5 separate regions of the Mus musculus genome follow, and all the other regions are linked to region 2. A link is a contact called in public Hi-C and HiChIP or PLAC-seq data. All regions are on one chromosome and are shown on one strand. The core of a region is the stretch at or near the end of the contact, and the rest is flanking DNA. Distances in the headings are between cores, read along the strand shown. Region 1 overlaps Arid1b (AT rich interactive domain 1B (SWI-like)). Region 2 has its middle 9.0 kb from the start of Gm34371. Region 3 has its middle 110 kb from the start of Gm41516. Region 4 overlaps Arid1b (AT rich interactive domain 1B (SWI-like)). Region 5 has its middle 140 kb from the start of Gm34259.

The links. HiChIP or PLAC-seq counts read pairs in DNA pulled down with a chosen protein or histone mark. Hi-C and Micro-C count contacts between places; a contact is called where the count stands out from the background.
Region 1: a FOXA1 HiChIP or PLAC-seq map of pancreatic cancer cells shows a contact between it and region 2. The contact joins two enhancer-like sites. A contact is called at or near these places in 1 of 484 Hi-C or Micro-C datasets (psoas muscle) and 1 of 115 datasets of contacts at active chromatin or transcription factors (pancreatic cancer cells).
Region 3: a contact with region 2 is called in a Hi-C map of myocytes, with 3 times the contacts expected there. The contact joins two enhancer-like sites. A contact is called at or near these places in 1 of 15 datasets of contacts at CTCF or cohesin (large pre-B cells) and 3 of 484 Hi-C or Micro-C datasets (B cells, large pre-B cells and myocytes).
Region 4: an H3K27ac HiChIP or PLAC-seq map of heart atrium shows a contact between it and region 2, with 4 times the contacts expected there. The contact joins two enhancer-like sites. A contact is called at or near these places in 1 of 484 Hi-C or Micro-C datasets (the HL-1 cell line) and 1 of 115 datasets of contacts at active chromatin or transcription factors (heart atrium).
Region 5: a contact with region 2 is called in a RAD21 HiChIP or PLAC-seq map of pro-B cells, with 4 times the contacts expected there. The contact joins two enhancer-like sites. A contact is called at or near these places in 1 of 15 datasets of contacts at CTCF or cohesin (pro-B cells) and 1 of 484 Hi-C or Micro-C datasets (cumulus cells).

Annotation. Positions count from the first base shown.
Region 1 is chr17:5,136,721-5,139,420 of GRCm38.p6, forward strand. All of the region lies in intron 4 of Arid1b (AT rich interactive domain 1B (SWI-like)), which reads left to right. Among named protein-coding and RNA genes, the nearest start is that of Gm34854, 86 kb to the right of the region's middle. Within about 2 kb of position 1,396, at least 239 of the 459 cell types and tissues checked have an H3K27ac peak or open chromatin away from gene starts, as enhancers often do. A contact at or near this core is called in pancreatic cancer cells, where this site is marked.
Region 2 is chr17:4,784,376-4,787,075 of GRCm38.p6, forward strand. No RefSeq gene overlaps it. Among named protein-coding and RNA genes, the nearest start is that of Gm34371, 9.0 kb to the right of the region's middle. Within about 2 kb of position 1,291, at least 76 of the 459 cell types and tissues checked have an H3K27ac peak or open chromatin away from gene starts, as enhancers often do. A contact at or near this core is called in heart atrium, myocytes, pancreatic cancer cells and 1 more, where this site is marked.
Region 3 is chr17:4,296,930-4,299,629 of GRCm38.p6, forward strand. No RefSeq gene overlaps it. Among named protein-coding and RNA genes, the nearest start is that of Gm41516, 110 kb to the left of the region's middle. Within about 2 kb of position 1,357, at least 21 of the 459 cell types and tissues checked have an H3K27ac peak or open chromatin away from gene starts, as enhancers often do. A contact at or near this core is called in myocytes, where this site is marked.
Region 4 is chr17:5,114,852-5,117,551 of GRCm38.p6, forward strand. All of the region lies in intron 3 of Arid1b (AT rich interactive domain 1B (SWI-like)), which reads left to right. Among named protein-coding and RNA genes, the nearest start is that of Gm34854, 110 kb to the right of the region's middle. Within about 2 kb of position 1,335, at least 18 of the 459 cell types and tissues checked have an H3K27ac peak or open chromatin away from gene starts, as enhancers often do. A contact at or near this core is called in heart atrium, where this site is marked.
Region 5 is chr17:4,475,048-4,477,747 of GRCm38.p6, forward strand. No RefSeq gene overlaps it. Among named protein-coding and RNA genes, the nearest start is that of Gm34259, 140 kb to the right of the region's middle. Within about 2 kb of position 1,279, at least 12 of the 459 cell types and tissues checked have an H3K27ac peak or open chromatin away from gene starts, as enhancers often do. A contact at or near this core is called in pro-B cells, where this site is marked.

The sequences.
Region 1 (2,700 bases), core at 146-2,645, 350 kb after region 2:
CAGTCGGATGTGAAAGGTACCATAAAGACATTTCACCCTCCAGATGCTGTATTTAATACAAAGTGCGATCCGACGCTCTAACCTAATGCTCAAAGTCTTTTTCTCTATGGAAGTGTATGAAAGCGGCTTGGGTGAATTTTCTTGCAGCTGTCCGTTACTGCTTTTTGCTTGAGAATTAGAAAGAAATGTGTTTATTTTGTATGGATCAGTGGGCACCTTTAATGGCAAGAAGCTTGCTGTGACAAAGGACCGGGTCTCCTGTGAGGTTTGTATTCAGGCTGTGCTTCTGGAAGGACTTGAGTTGACCTAAAGTCACACATTCCTATGTAAAGAAAAGCTGTTCTAAGACATTACAATTTGTTGGGGGTGGGGTAGGATGGAAAAACAAACGAGCCCGGATAATGATGTGACCGCAAATGGAGGTCCAGTTTAAGGCTGCGTCCCAGCTACCATGGTAAAGAGAGAAATTCAAGGTTATATAATTTTTAATATAAAGGCAAAATTCGTTATATCTTAGGGAACTTCACCTTCTATGATTTTGTAGAAGGAAATGTTCTATAAAGAAACATAAAATGATCCTGAGAAAATAATGAAACTGATATGGAAATAGAGGCCTGTTCTGTGCAGTAAGAGCCGTGATCCCATATTATTTGGAAGCTTATAGGGGTCTTGAATGAGACCTTCCGGCCCACGTGAGTGGACAGGGTCCTGAGTGAGGCCTTAAGTCCCGCCCACGTGATGGACAGTTGAAGTCCCGCCCACGTGATGGACAGTTGAAGTCCCGCCCACGTGATGGACAGTTGAAGGGTTTTCTAGAACTCGATTGACTTGTTTAACTGTCAAAATTATAAATCTAGCAATTGTGTTCAAAGGAGTGGTTTATTGAGCCCATTTTTATATTTCATGGAAACTTTTAAAATAGTTCCCTTAATCATAAGCATGTAGCAGAATAAAAACTCAATATAAAACTTAATAACATAGCTAAATTGCAAGTAGTTTTATAATCTTTTTCTTTTGAGATAGGTGTGCAGGTGACGTTTTCCTTTGTCATTTGAAACTTCGGGTTTGTGTTTTCATGGGAGAAATTGGCTTTTCCATTAGTTATGAAATTGGGGGGGAATGTGATGGCTGGGACTTTGGGTGCTGGCCCTGTTCTGGTGACTTGCGGCCACCGTCTGGTGCATGTCACCCACTGGTGAGATGTGAATTCAGTCTCTCATGAACCTCTAGACTCGGGCTCACTGTCAGGTGTGAGCTTCTGAGAACAGGAGGCCTGTCTGTCTGTCTGTCTGTCCAGCACTTCCTGAGGAGGGACTTGCTGGCCTGACTCCTCTGTCTCCACCCCAGGAGAGGTCAGGGGAAGCAGCTTGGGCCTCCAGGTAGACTTTAGTCACAGCTCTTGACCCTGTAAAGAGAGGGTCTGGGTGCCTGCCAAGGAGCCAGCAGGGACAAAGGACAGCAGCCCTGATGTGAAACTGTCTCTCCTTCTCCTGGGTAGGAAGCTTGGGCTGCCTCTCAGGTCCATGAAAGGGGTGACTCTGCCGTTCCTGCTTCTATAAGAAACTAACTCTTAGGCTTATAACTAGTCAGCAGAAAGTGAGTTCACGCTACATTGTGTTTATTCCTGCAGACAGTAATATAATAATTGATCTGTCTTTGTTTGTGGCCTACCTTCATTATCTTGTTCCTAACTTCAAGTAGAAGAAAATCATATATATAAAACTTTTCAGGATGACATTAACTCCAGCAAGAGTCTCCTGAATTTCCACAACCACACTTGTCCAGAACTTGGTGAGTTTTCAACTCTGAGATCTTGATCAGCTGTGTTACTGCTGGGCAGCCTTACTCATTTGCAGTGTTTTTAAGAAGCTCACAACTTACACATCTGTGATTGGTGGTTGTAAGAAAAGCCGGGGCGGGGCGGGGGGGGGGGGGCGGCAGGCAGGTGTCCTTCCAAGCTCAGTGCAGGAGGACGTGGGCCCAGCTCCTGTGAAACAGTCATAAGCATTCAGTTTAGCAGTCATGGGGGTGGTTTTGCAAGTCCTCTGAACAAACATGCAGACCCTTAGTCACTCCTACTCTGTCTGAGAAAACCATGGTGGAAGAAACTATTTGCATTTTCTCCTGGGAGCAAGGAAGAAGCAAGAAGTCTGTGTCATGCTATTGAGGTTCCTTCCTGTTTACTTTTGGTTTTACTCCCAGCATCCCCTGGTGTTGCTTGACTAAGGCAAGTCTTCCCCCAGGAATATGAGACCGTGGTACAGTCCGCTTCATAACGTTCCTGGGTATTTTTATAATTTATCATCAGCTGACACTGCCTGGGTAGAATATTCTTACCACTCCCTCTGGCTGCTGGAAGTCTGAAATTACATCTTTGTCTTTGAAGTCAGGCATACTGTTAGCGTTGCCATGGTGACAGGGTGGGTAATGGCCTAGGCAGACAGGAGATTGGTGCTTAGCATTTAAACGCTGCTGTACACAAGGCCTTGCTTTTTAGAGCTGTTACTGAAGTCTACCCTTTTAGTAAATGTTTAAAAATTACATTTTTACATGGTCTTACTAGATTAATAGTCATGGTTTATTTCGTTTTAACTGCAAGGATAAAAGCATTATTCCGTTAAATGGGTAGCTTCCCCCTCTCTTTTGGTTTATGCATTATTAACACGGGCTTCTCCTGTTTTGCTTGTAACATTTTATAGG
Region 2 (2,700 bases), core at 41-2,540:
AACACAGACACACAGAAAAGAGGCCACGTGAGGACACAGTCTATCTACAAGCAAAGGACTAAAAGCAACCCTGCCAACACTTTGACCTCAGCCTGCCAGACTCCAGAATGCTGTGAAATTCCTGTGAAGGTGCCAAGTGTTTGTAGCTGCCTGATTGGCCCCTATAGTATACAGCAATTTCTGTTCCCTCCCATCCATGAAGACTCAGAATGAGTGACGAGAAAGGACATCCCTGATGTTGTCCGGGCGACTGTCCACCCATCAGGACAGTACCACTGGGATGGTATAGTAGTTGGGCACATACAGCATACAGAGAGCCCCAAAGAGAAACAGTGATTGAAATGATTGGCTGGGCATAGCTCAGTGGATAGAGTGCTTGCCTAGCCTGTAGAATGCCCTGTGTTCTATCCCTGGCACTCTATAAACCAGGCATGGAGGTATGCCCTGGTAATCTCAGGCCTCAAGGAGGAAAGAGGACAGCAAGATCTTCCTCAGCTGCACAGTGAGTTCATGGCTAGCCTGGAACATTAAAAAAAAATGAGACCCTGTTCTTAAAAAAAGAAAAAGAGAAGGAAAAAGAAGAGGAAGAGGAGGAAGAGGAGAAAGAGGAGAAGGAGAGAGAGGAGGAGAAGTAGGAGGAAGAAGAGAAAGAGGAAGAGGGGGAAGAGGAGGAGGAAGAAAAAGAAGAGAAAGAAAATCATTTTATTTTCACAAAGTTATTCTTACAGTGTTTGCTGCAAAATTACATTTTTTAATTTTTATTATATATATATATATATATATATATATATATATATATAAGCTTTTAAGCTCTACAGCCTCTTAGATAAACAAGCCAACACTTACGAAATATAAATAGGGAAGATCCAACAACTAAAAATAAGCTCTCTCCTCTTAGCACAGCCCTAGGGCCCTGTGGATCCTCTTGCAAGGCTGGCCTCAGCTGCCACCTGCTTCTGTCCCCAGGGTGCTGGGCTCGCAGGCAAGGTGTCATGTATCCCCACCCTGACTCTGAGCTAGCTCTCCTGGCACCCAGGGCCTGCCTCCTGATCCTGCAGAGAACTCCAACTCACAGAGCAAGGGGGTGGCGGGCATACACTAGGGTCCTGCCTCTCCACAAGAGCTGTGCACAGCAAGTTACATGACACACACCACTCTAATCAGAAGCAAACCAGAATACAAGCCAGCAGGGAGAGCACCTTCCAGAACTCCATGCCTCTCTATGAGGCTGCATAAGCTGCGGGCAAGCAGGAGATTCCATGAAGGAAGTGTCTAAGAAAAGTGGCTTGCGTGCCCAGCACTGAGTCATCCTGCAAGTATGCTGGGCTGTCCTAGAGATGCCTGTTCTCCCTGCCCTGCTCTCTGCTCTCCTTGACACACACACACACACACACACACACACACACACACACACCTGTCCTCTTTACCCACCCTCCTCGCCCCGCCCTTCTCACCCCTCCCTCCTTGCCCCGCCCTCCTTCAGCTGTGGGTATTTATGTATAATCAGAGAAATCTCTTTCCTTAAACCACAGAGTCTGATAGCCACTGTGTCTAGCACTTTCCATCCCGACAGCACGCCCCATCTCACCTCAACACCTCTCGATCCTCGTGCATCTCTGGACATTCAGCACACAGAATGGGGTTCCCAGACGCCCCGAGAAGGGACCGGGAGAGCATGGCTGGATTTCACCCTCATTCAAAGCCATCTCAGCCCTTTAAATGTATATTTCTCACTTGATCCCACTTCTTCACACTTGTGTTAGGATATGATTTAACATGAAATGTGAAATACTTGCTTGGTGACACTCGGGTTCGGTCTGCACACTGATTGCATGGTGCTATTCCCCACAGAGAGCTGGAACTTCAAGACTGGAGCGAAGGAGAAGTGCCTTGCTCCCCGGGGAGCTCAGGCTGCATAAAACCTACTCAGGAGGAGAAAGTGGGGTACACAGCAGGCAAGCAGCCAGAGTCAACTGCCTCCCCACCCCCAGGAGCCCTGTGCTCCTGACTCTTGCGATCCCACAGAAAGCACTGAGGAGCTTAGGCAGGAGACCAAGCTTTCCCACTCTCTTCTGCAGGGGACAGGGTGTCATGTACTCTTTCCCAGACATCTCTTGGATTTGGGGGGGGAACTTTGGGGGCTTGTTGTTGTTGTTGTTGTTTGTTTGTTTGTTTGTTTTTTCTGTCAGGCAGCTGTCACTTGGCTGGGAAGATGGCTCAAAAGATAAGGTGCTTGGTATGCAAACATGAGGACTTAAGTTCAAATCCCCAGAATCCATGAAAAGCCAAGTGTGGAAGTGCTTGTGTGTTATCCCAATGTTACTGTGGGGAGACAGAAGGAAGAGGTGGGAGGAATCCTGCAACAACAGAGAAGAAGATGAGGACCACACCTGGGATTATCCAGACTGTCCTCTGACACCCACACACATGCTAAAGTAAGTGCCTGTGCATGAGCACACACACACACACACAAACACACATGCACATACAAACACACACACATATAAACACATGTACATACAACCACACATGCACATACAAGCACATACAAACACACATGCACATGCAAGCACATACAAACACACATACAAACACACACACACATACAAACACACACATGAACACACACACACATGCACACATACAGACAGACATACATATAAACATATACGCATACACACAATTGAGGCCCAGAAATGA
Region 3 (2,700 bases), core at 107-2,606, 490 kb before region 2:
ATTAGCAGGGCCTGACCTAAGTATCACATGCAAAACATGGCAGGTGTCGGCAGCTTAAAGAAACGGAAAGGGATGGCAACTACAGAATCTGTGGAAAGCAGCCAGAAGGGGTGGCTCTGGCTGCCCATCTGTTATGGAAAACTAATTCTGTGCCAAGAACCATGCTGAACCTTTTTTTATGTGTATCTGATCTCATATTTCACCAGTGATAGCACATAGATATTATTTTTATTTTTTATTTTATTTTTTGCAAAAGAGCTAGGGGAAGTAGAGAAACTTGTGTCTGTCACACAGATGCACTAGGTAGTAGCAGATAGCTAATCTCTGGCTGGTTCCCAGGCACAGGCTTATGACACCCATGCCTTGGAACCATGCTCAAGCACTGGCTTGTTGACCAATCCTGACTTTAGGTTGACAGTCGTGAGGCAGTATTACACTGTGTTAGTGAGGCACTGAAACCAGCCATGTGGAACTTGGTGTGTGGTTCCCAGGGACAGCTGAACCCCAAAGTCAGAAGAGGAACAAGCAGTCAACTCAGGCATGCTCAATAGACATTAGTGTTGCTTCTGGAACCAGAAGGCTCAGGTTGGCAATTGGGCTATCATTAATACCAGGACTCTGGGTTCAGCACAAAGGAAGAGGCCAGCCAGGATGAGACAGCTCTAGAAGGAAGCAGAGCTGCTGCTGAGGATGTCAGGCACACAGAGAGATGTGGGGAAAGGCATCCTGGCCTCCACCATGCTGCCCAAGCTTCCTTGAGCCCCACCCATCGCTCAAACCTTCCCAAGGCACTGCAGTGAGCTTTGTTTCATCTCATTTCAGTCTGATACTACCTCTGTCCTCAGAGTCCATGTCAGGAAGTCATGACAAAGTGACCCTTGCTGGTCACAGAAACTTCTAGATTTGGACTGATAGAAAACTGTCCCTAATGAATTTTGCTCTCTATGGAGGTGCTTGTGAGAGACAAATTCATTTTTTTTCTTTCTCTTAGATTTATCATTCTATACCAACATAATCCATGACCTTTTAAGTGGAAGACAGTATTGCCCATGACTAACTATATCTGCCTCCTTGCTTTGTAGAAGACAATAATGGTTGTAGCCTATCTGAGCAGCCAGTGGGTCTCAGAACAGAACTAGTTACTCTCCTGTGTGTGGTTTGGGTGTGATGTCTCCCATGTCTGCCACAGGCTCCCACTAGCTCCTGTGTTTGAGCACTTGGCTCCCAGCTGCTGGTGTCATTTTGGGAAGGCTGTGAAATCTTTAGAAGTTGAAGCCTGGGTTATAGAAGCAGGCTCCCAAGTGCCAAGCCTTGAGGGCAATAGCTCCACCCTGTTTCCATCTCATCTCCAGTTTCTGTCCACTGCGGTCATGTGGCCAGCTGTTAAACCTCCAACCACTACAGACCAATCAGCTCTAGCTACCACGGCTTCCAGCATGATGCCTTCTAAATTGCCCACCCCCCCTCTCTCTGAAGAGGATTGGGGTTTTTCTTTACTTTTCTTTTTTCTTTTTTGCTACAGCACTGAGAAAAACTAATATTATTATTCCGATAAAGGAAAGAAGATTTTACTGCTTAGGCAAATACTCTACATTAGCTTCTGTATTTCTTTCTGTGATCTGCACCTCTCCCAGCACGTAGCACAATATCTTCCTGAGGGATGTGGTCAACGGAAATAATGGGAGGAGTTTATTGTCACCCTCCATGGCCAAAGGTGATTATTATAGCCAGCACTTACTGTTGTCTGCATTAGCAGCTAAACATGGGGAATGTTAGCGATCAGTAGATCTTGAACTTATTGTTAATTATCAGGTACCATTGTAACATCAATGGCTTTGCCTGCTTTTGGTTCAGTCCTTTCATAAGCTCAGCTGAAAATGCAGCAGACAAAAGTCTTTAATGTAAATTTCCTGGGAACCCGTGTCTACTCAGCATTTTCCTTTGTTCCGGTTGTGCCCCGTCACCTGCTGCTTCAGCAGTGAGTCCCTGTGCCTTTGATCAGAGCACTGATGGGACTTTCATAACACTTGATATTTATAATCAGAGAGCTGCATGCGGGTTATTGTCACATATTCACAAACGTGCCTCTCCTTCCACTGAGAAGGAGAATATGCCCCCTGATAACAATAAAAGTGACAGAGGTACTCAGTGGAAGAAGTGGGGTTTAGAGGGGACCACCTTGGATTTAAGTGTCTGGAACATTGCCTGGGATGATGGACACAGCCTGGTATCTGCTGAGGAGCACAATGAAGTGAGAACACATGAAATACAGGCAAACTTTTATCTACTACAGAGAAAGAACCTCCTGGGAAAATACAGGCCTGCTAGGAAATGGTGCGGGCATGAAAGGTGATTTATGTTTCCTGCAGGCAGTTCTGAACTAATTCCCAGAATGGCATGAAGGGATTGCCAATTTGAACAGAAGACAAACTGTGCTCTCTGTCCATTTGAAACCATATCACCTACAAGGGTAATACAAATGGCTGGTTTTGGTTGTTTTTTTAAGTCACTTACTTCTAAGGAGATCCAAGGGCTTCCCACCCATGAGTTCATTTACTAGCATGCTGGGAACACTGTTCCCCCATGTGCAAGAGAAGTGCTACTTCCCTAGGTAGAAGAGAGTGACAGCATTCCTCTGTTCCCCCTCACTCTGCTTAACCCTCTCTACACAAGCCAATCTCTCTCTCTCTCTCTCTCTCT
Region 4 (2,700 bases), core at 85-2,584, 330 kb after region 2:
TTTGTGACCTTTATTGTCAAAGTTAGTAGTTAACCTCTACATTTTGGAGTGTACTGGATTATAATTTGATAATACTGTATTTCCATGTTTAACATTTTCAAAAGATTTTATTTCTTTTTAGAATGAGGATCAAAAGGGAAATCCAATCAGAGACTGAGTAATGACATAGTAATGTCTGCTTGAACACTTAATTTCCTTCAGAAAGGTGGGAGAGGGTGGGTTCCTGCCTGGACTCTGTAGGCTGGAGCACTGGAGTGTGCTCTGGGCTGGAGTGTCTCCCAGGCCTCCCATGAGCATCTGCTTTGTAGAGTGCTGGGTCTGTTGGAAAAGTGGGGAGAGCCTGAGGAGGGGCACAGTCATCAAAGCCCTTGTATTTTATGGCCTTCTCTTCTCTTGATGCTTATATGCTGAGGCGAGAAAATTGGGGTTCCCCCATTTTTCTTTTCACTACTTTTAGCAGTTTTCATTTGAATTTAAAGTGCTCATTTTAGTATGTTAGAGTTTGAAAAGGAGACTCAATTTAGAGACAAATAAGTGACTGATTCAGTAGTTCCAGTTTCAGGATCCCAGTACCCTCTTTGAGGCTATAACTCATTATAGAGACCCATTGCCCTCTCTCTGCTGGCCTCCATGGCTACCAGGCAAAACAGACAAGCATGTATGTAGGCAAAACACCGCACACAGAAAAGTAACGAACAAACTAAAAGTTCTTCCTTCTCAGTCATTTTGATGAAAGACAGTTCTGTAGAGTAGCAAGCTGTGCATGTATTGTTTCAGTTGAAGCAAATTCATAAATGCTCACAACAGCACCATTACTGGGCTTTCCTAGTGTAGGTTATGGTCCCCACCACCACAACCACCACACATACTAAAGGGGATAACAACAGGACTAACTCATTTGCAGACTGATTTTCCCCCAAAACTTGGAGTATGAGGTGGGGACTCTGTTCATTCTCTGGATTAACTTGGTGAAAGCAGTAGGAGGCAGAGAGTCCGTTGGACAGGCGACAGTAAGGATTCATAAAACGCAGAGGGAGGGAAGGGCCATTGACATGAGAACTGTTGACAGCGGGGGATTTACTTAGCAAGTTCTCTATCCCAGCTGTAGTCTGTGGAGGACTTTAGTGTCAGTCTTTAGCTCTACTAGAAATCAGAGTGTACATCCAAGTTTGAGAGCCTCTCCTGTACACAGCTAACTGGTGCCTTCCAGTCATGGAACACAGTTCCGGTACGGTAATCTGTTCCTGTAACACTGGGACGCCACACTGAGGCAATGCCTGGAGTTCGGATTGACTGCAGCTGTGCTTTAATCTAATGGGCTCCCCGTCTCTCTCATTGCTATTTATACTGTGGAGACACATTGTGCTCCAGAGATGGGCAGATGGTCAAGCCTAGAGGCCATCGGTGACAGTCTTTCCCTTTGCTTCCAGATCTGGTGTTTAGAGCACAGATTGTTGGACACCCACTCTTGGAGGTTCTGATTCAATAATTTGGGGCATGACCTAATAATTTTCCTATCTGTAAAATTCCCCAGTGAGAACCCTCCTTGGGAACCACTGTAGACTACCCTAGATTTTGAAGTAACTTGTTAAATTCCCGGACCACAGGATGGGAATTCTGACAGTTCTGATGTAGCAAGGACCTCAGGACTCTGGACTTGACTATTTTACTAGTTGCCAAGTATGTTGGATATATCCTTGCTTCACAACAGTGATTCTCATATTTAATTAAATGTAATTCATGGTAAATCTCACATTGCTAGACATTTCTCCTTTTACCCAAGTAGAAATTTAGTTCTTTTAACTATAGGAACCCTTAGACAGAATATGAACACACACACACACACACAGAGAGACAGAGACAGAGAGAGAGAGAGAGAGAGAGAGAGAGAGAGAGAGAGAGAGAGAGAGAGAAAACAATCCTTAAGCAAGCTAGACTTTCTGTTAATTCTTACAAGTGATGTATATGGCCTAGCTTCCACAGATCAGTAAAGATGAGGGTGCCTGGATCCAAGTTCTCTTCAGTGTGATTTTTTTTTTTAAAAAACCCTCTCACATTCTTTTCTTTTCTCCTCCTCCTCATCATCTTCCCCCCTCTCTCTCCCTCCCCCTCCCCTTACCCCCTCTTCCCTCCCCTCCCCCTTCTCCTCCTCTTTCTAATCCTCCTCCTTCTTGTTCAGCCTTGGCTGCTTTCGAACACATTGTGTAGCATGGTCTCTTAAGTCAGCAGAGCCCCCCTGCCTCTGCCTCTTGGATGCTGAAATTGAAGGTGTATGCTACATGCCCAATGTCTCTTGCACCCTTAACACACAAGCCACAGTGAGGGAGGAGCCTACAGGCCAGCCTTCACAGGCTCCCTTCCAACATTCCTTTAAAGGGCCCAGTTATTATCACACGCCTGGTAAACACTCACCAGGATCTGTTTTGTGTCTTAATTTGGAGAGATTTTGGTGTGAGGAGACCCAGCAGTACAAGACTTTTTCTCTTGCTTCTTCTTCTTGGTCCTCTGTCTAGTTTCCTTCAGTTCCTCAGTCTTACTCAGGAACACAGTCTACCTCATCTGAGAATCTCTTTCATAGTAGGCTGGCCTGGCTGGTTCGAGGGCAACCTCCACATCCTTTCTCACCAGCTGGCCTCATAATTTTTGTAATGTTTCTCTTACTGGAATCTGGGGCTCACAGATTAGGCCGTGCTGACTGCC
Region 5 (2,700 bases), core at 29-2,528, 310 kb before region 2:
CACCATGCCTAAGGTCAAAAATGTACAAATAATCTATTCCCTACCCCTTCACATTGACCTCATTCTGCTTTGGTTTTCTTATTCTCTTTCCTAGACAGGATTGCCAGCTCCCTGTATGGTGGCATTTGCAGTGAGGCCCGTGAAGCCATCAGTGTAAATCAGTGTCCTCATAAGAAAAACCAGAGAGAGGCAGGGTCTTTCTCGAGGTTTTGTGGGTTCACGTGAAGATGTCTACACACTAGGAAGGGAGACGTCGGTATGTGCCTGGTCTATTAACTCCTTGCCACTGGCTTTTAGTCTACTGAGTGAGGAATGAGTGTTTCCTGTTGAAGCTACAAGCTACGGTATTCTGTTAGAGCAGCCCACGCTGACTGACACTTTCCCTTAGCTGGGTTTTGTCTATTTCTGGCACTCTAGATTAGTGGAACAATGGAATTATAGGACTGAAGGGCACAGAAATATTTTTACACATCACCTTGTCTGGCTCTCTCATTTCAAAGACCAGGACTTCACTGTGGGCACATCACATGGCTGTGTAAGCTCAAGAAGACACTTGGGAAACAAAAATGGGAAAATAATGATGAGTTCCCATGTGTATGGTTGTCATCCAAGTGATGCTATGCCTTACTTGGCTGTTAGGAAGATAACATTATCAAGGAAATCAAGTAAGGAAAGACAGGCAAATAAGCAAATAAGCAATTCTATAACACGGACACCTATAGCCATCTGATGCAGAGCCTCCTGCCCTCTTGGACTCTTCACCTAGTGAGTCTCACTACCTCATTTATGCACAGGGTCCTGGAGGTCCCACAACAGGATGTTGCCTAAGACAGTCTCTAGCAGTGCTTCTGCTGAGCAAATCCTGGCCTCCTTGTTTCAGCTTGCACTTCTGACTGTGATTGTGGTGCCTGACTTACCGTCCCCAGTCTTGAAGGATCCTGGCTGCTACACTATGCTCCATGATCAAGCATGGCTGCCCTTCCTCTTCCGGTATCACTCATCTACTGGATACCACACCATCTACATTTACATGTTCCCTAGAGGCTGTCATCAAAAACCACTATCCTGCGATGCAGTTTTTCTCACCGTGAAGAAGAGTGGAGTCCTATCCTTTTCGAGGAAAATGGATACAATGGAAGATAATCATATTAGGCAGATTAAGTCACCCCAGAAAGTCAAATGCCACATGTTATCTCTCATTTTTGGAGTCCTGGACTTTACAGATATAAATCATGTATTGACATGATACATAAAACTGCACAGATGACTTGAAAGTAAAAGTGAAACTGGACTCAAAAGGGGCTCATGGGACGAGGGAGGAGGAGGGAGAGAAAGGGAGCATAAAGGGAAATATGTTCAAAGTTGATTACAAACATGCATGTCAAAGGCATTATATAGCCCTGTGTAGTAATAACAATAAAATCACAAATCATATTAGGTCACCTGCTCCCCGACTTTGATGTCTATTGACATGGTAAAATGCCCTGACAAAAGGGAACTTCACAGAGAAAGGGTTCATTTCATCTTACAATCCCAAGTGTCAGTCACGGCAGGGAAATCATGGCAGCGAGAGCTTGAGACAGTTGATCAAGTCACATTCATGGTCAAGAGCGTGAAGAAATGGATTCATGCCTGCTTGCTTGTGGTTAGCTTGATGTCTCCACTCATACACTGCAAACCCTTTGCCTAGGGAATGAATGGTGTTGCCCACCGTGCTCTTGGCACACTCTTCCCTCCTTGGAGGCTATAGGTAAAAGAGCTGCATACGTCACACTGCAAATATAACTCAAACTGGTTTTCTTTAAGGGAGAAAAGGTCCTTAAATTTAAACAATGAGCATCCTACTGTGGCCAGAAAATAGCACTATCTATTGACTGTATCAATTTATTCATGAATCTCAGTAAGAGCAGTAAATGTACCAAAAACCTAGTTTAAGTGTGATTTTTGAAATATTATTGAGTAATAAAATTGATCTCTAGATTTCCAAGAACCCAAGGTAAAAAGAAAAATAGATGAGTTACATAACTCTCCATGATTATCCACTTAATAAAGTACCACCATGCCTCATCTCACAGTCTACAGCTTATTGTCATGTGAGGAAAAGTATTGATTGCCTAATTCTCTAAATAGTGAACACCATTAAAAGAATGAGGCTGCCTGGAGCCGTATCTGGGCAGTGCCCACCGAGCTACCCCCTGGAAAAGTTTTACATCATAATCAGGAACCTAACTGATCTTACTTTGTCCTAAGAAAAGCACAAGAAAACAAAGAACATTGCTAAGAGAAGTGCTCAGATCCTGCTGTTCTCAGCATAAGTGAAGCCCCCTCTGGTGGGCCTCACTTTTCTAAGCTGACCATGCAGATAGTTAACCCACCTCATCCTATCTGTCAGAGCTGTAGCTATAGACTGTCTTCAGTATTTACTCATTTTTTTCTCTCTTGGACACAGAGGGAATCATTTTAGCCCATAACCAGTCCCCCAAAATCAACTGTTTGGAGCCTATGACTGGACTGAAGAAATCTGAGCACTCTCCCAGTGCAGGCCACTGTAGAGGCACTGTGGTCAGTATATGCCAACCCCAGATAGCCAGGGCCAGTCTTGCGAACAGAATCCTATGTCAAAGCAGGCTCTAATTGCATAATATATGACTGATGTCAACATGGAAGAAGAGGATGCCTGAGGCAGCCTTGTGGAGGTAG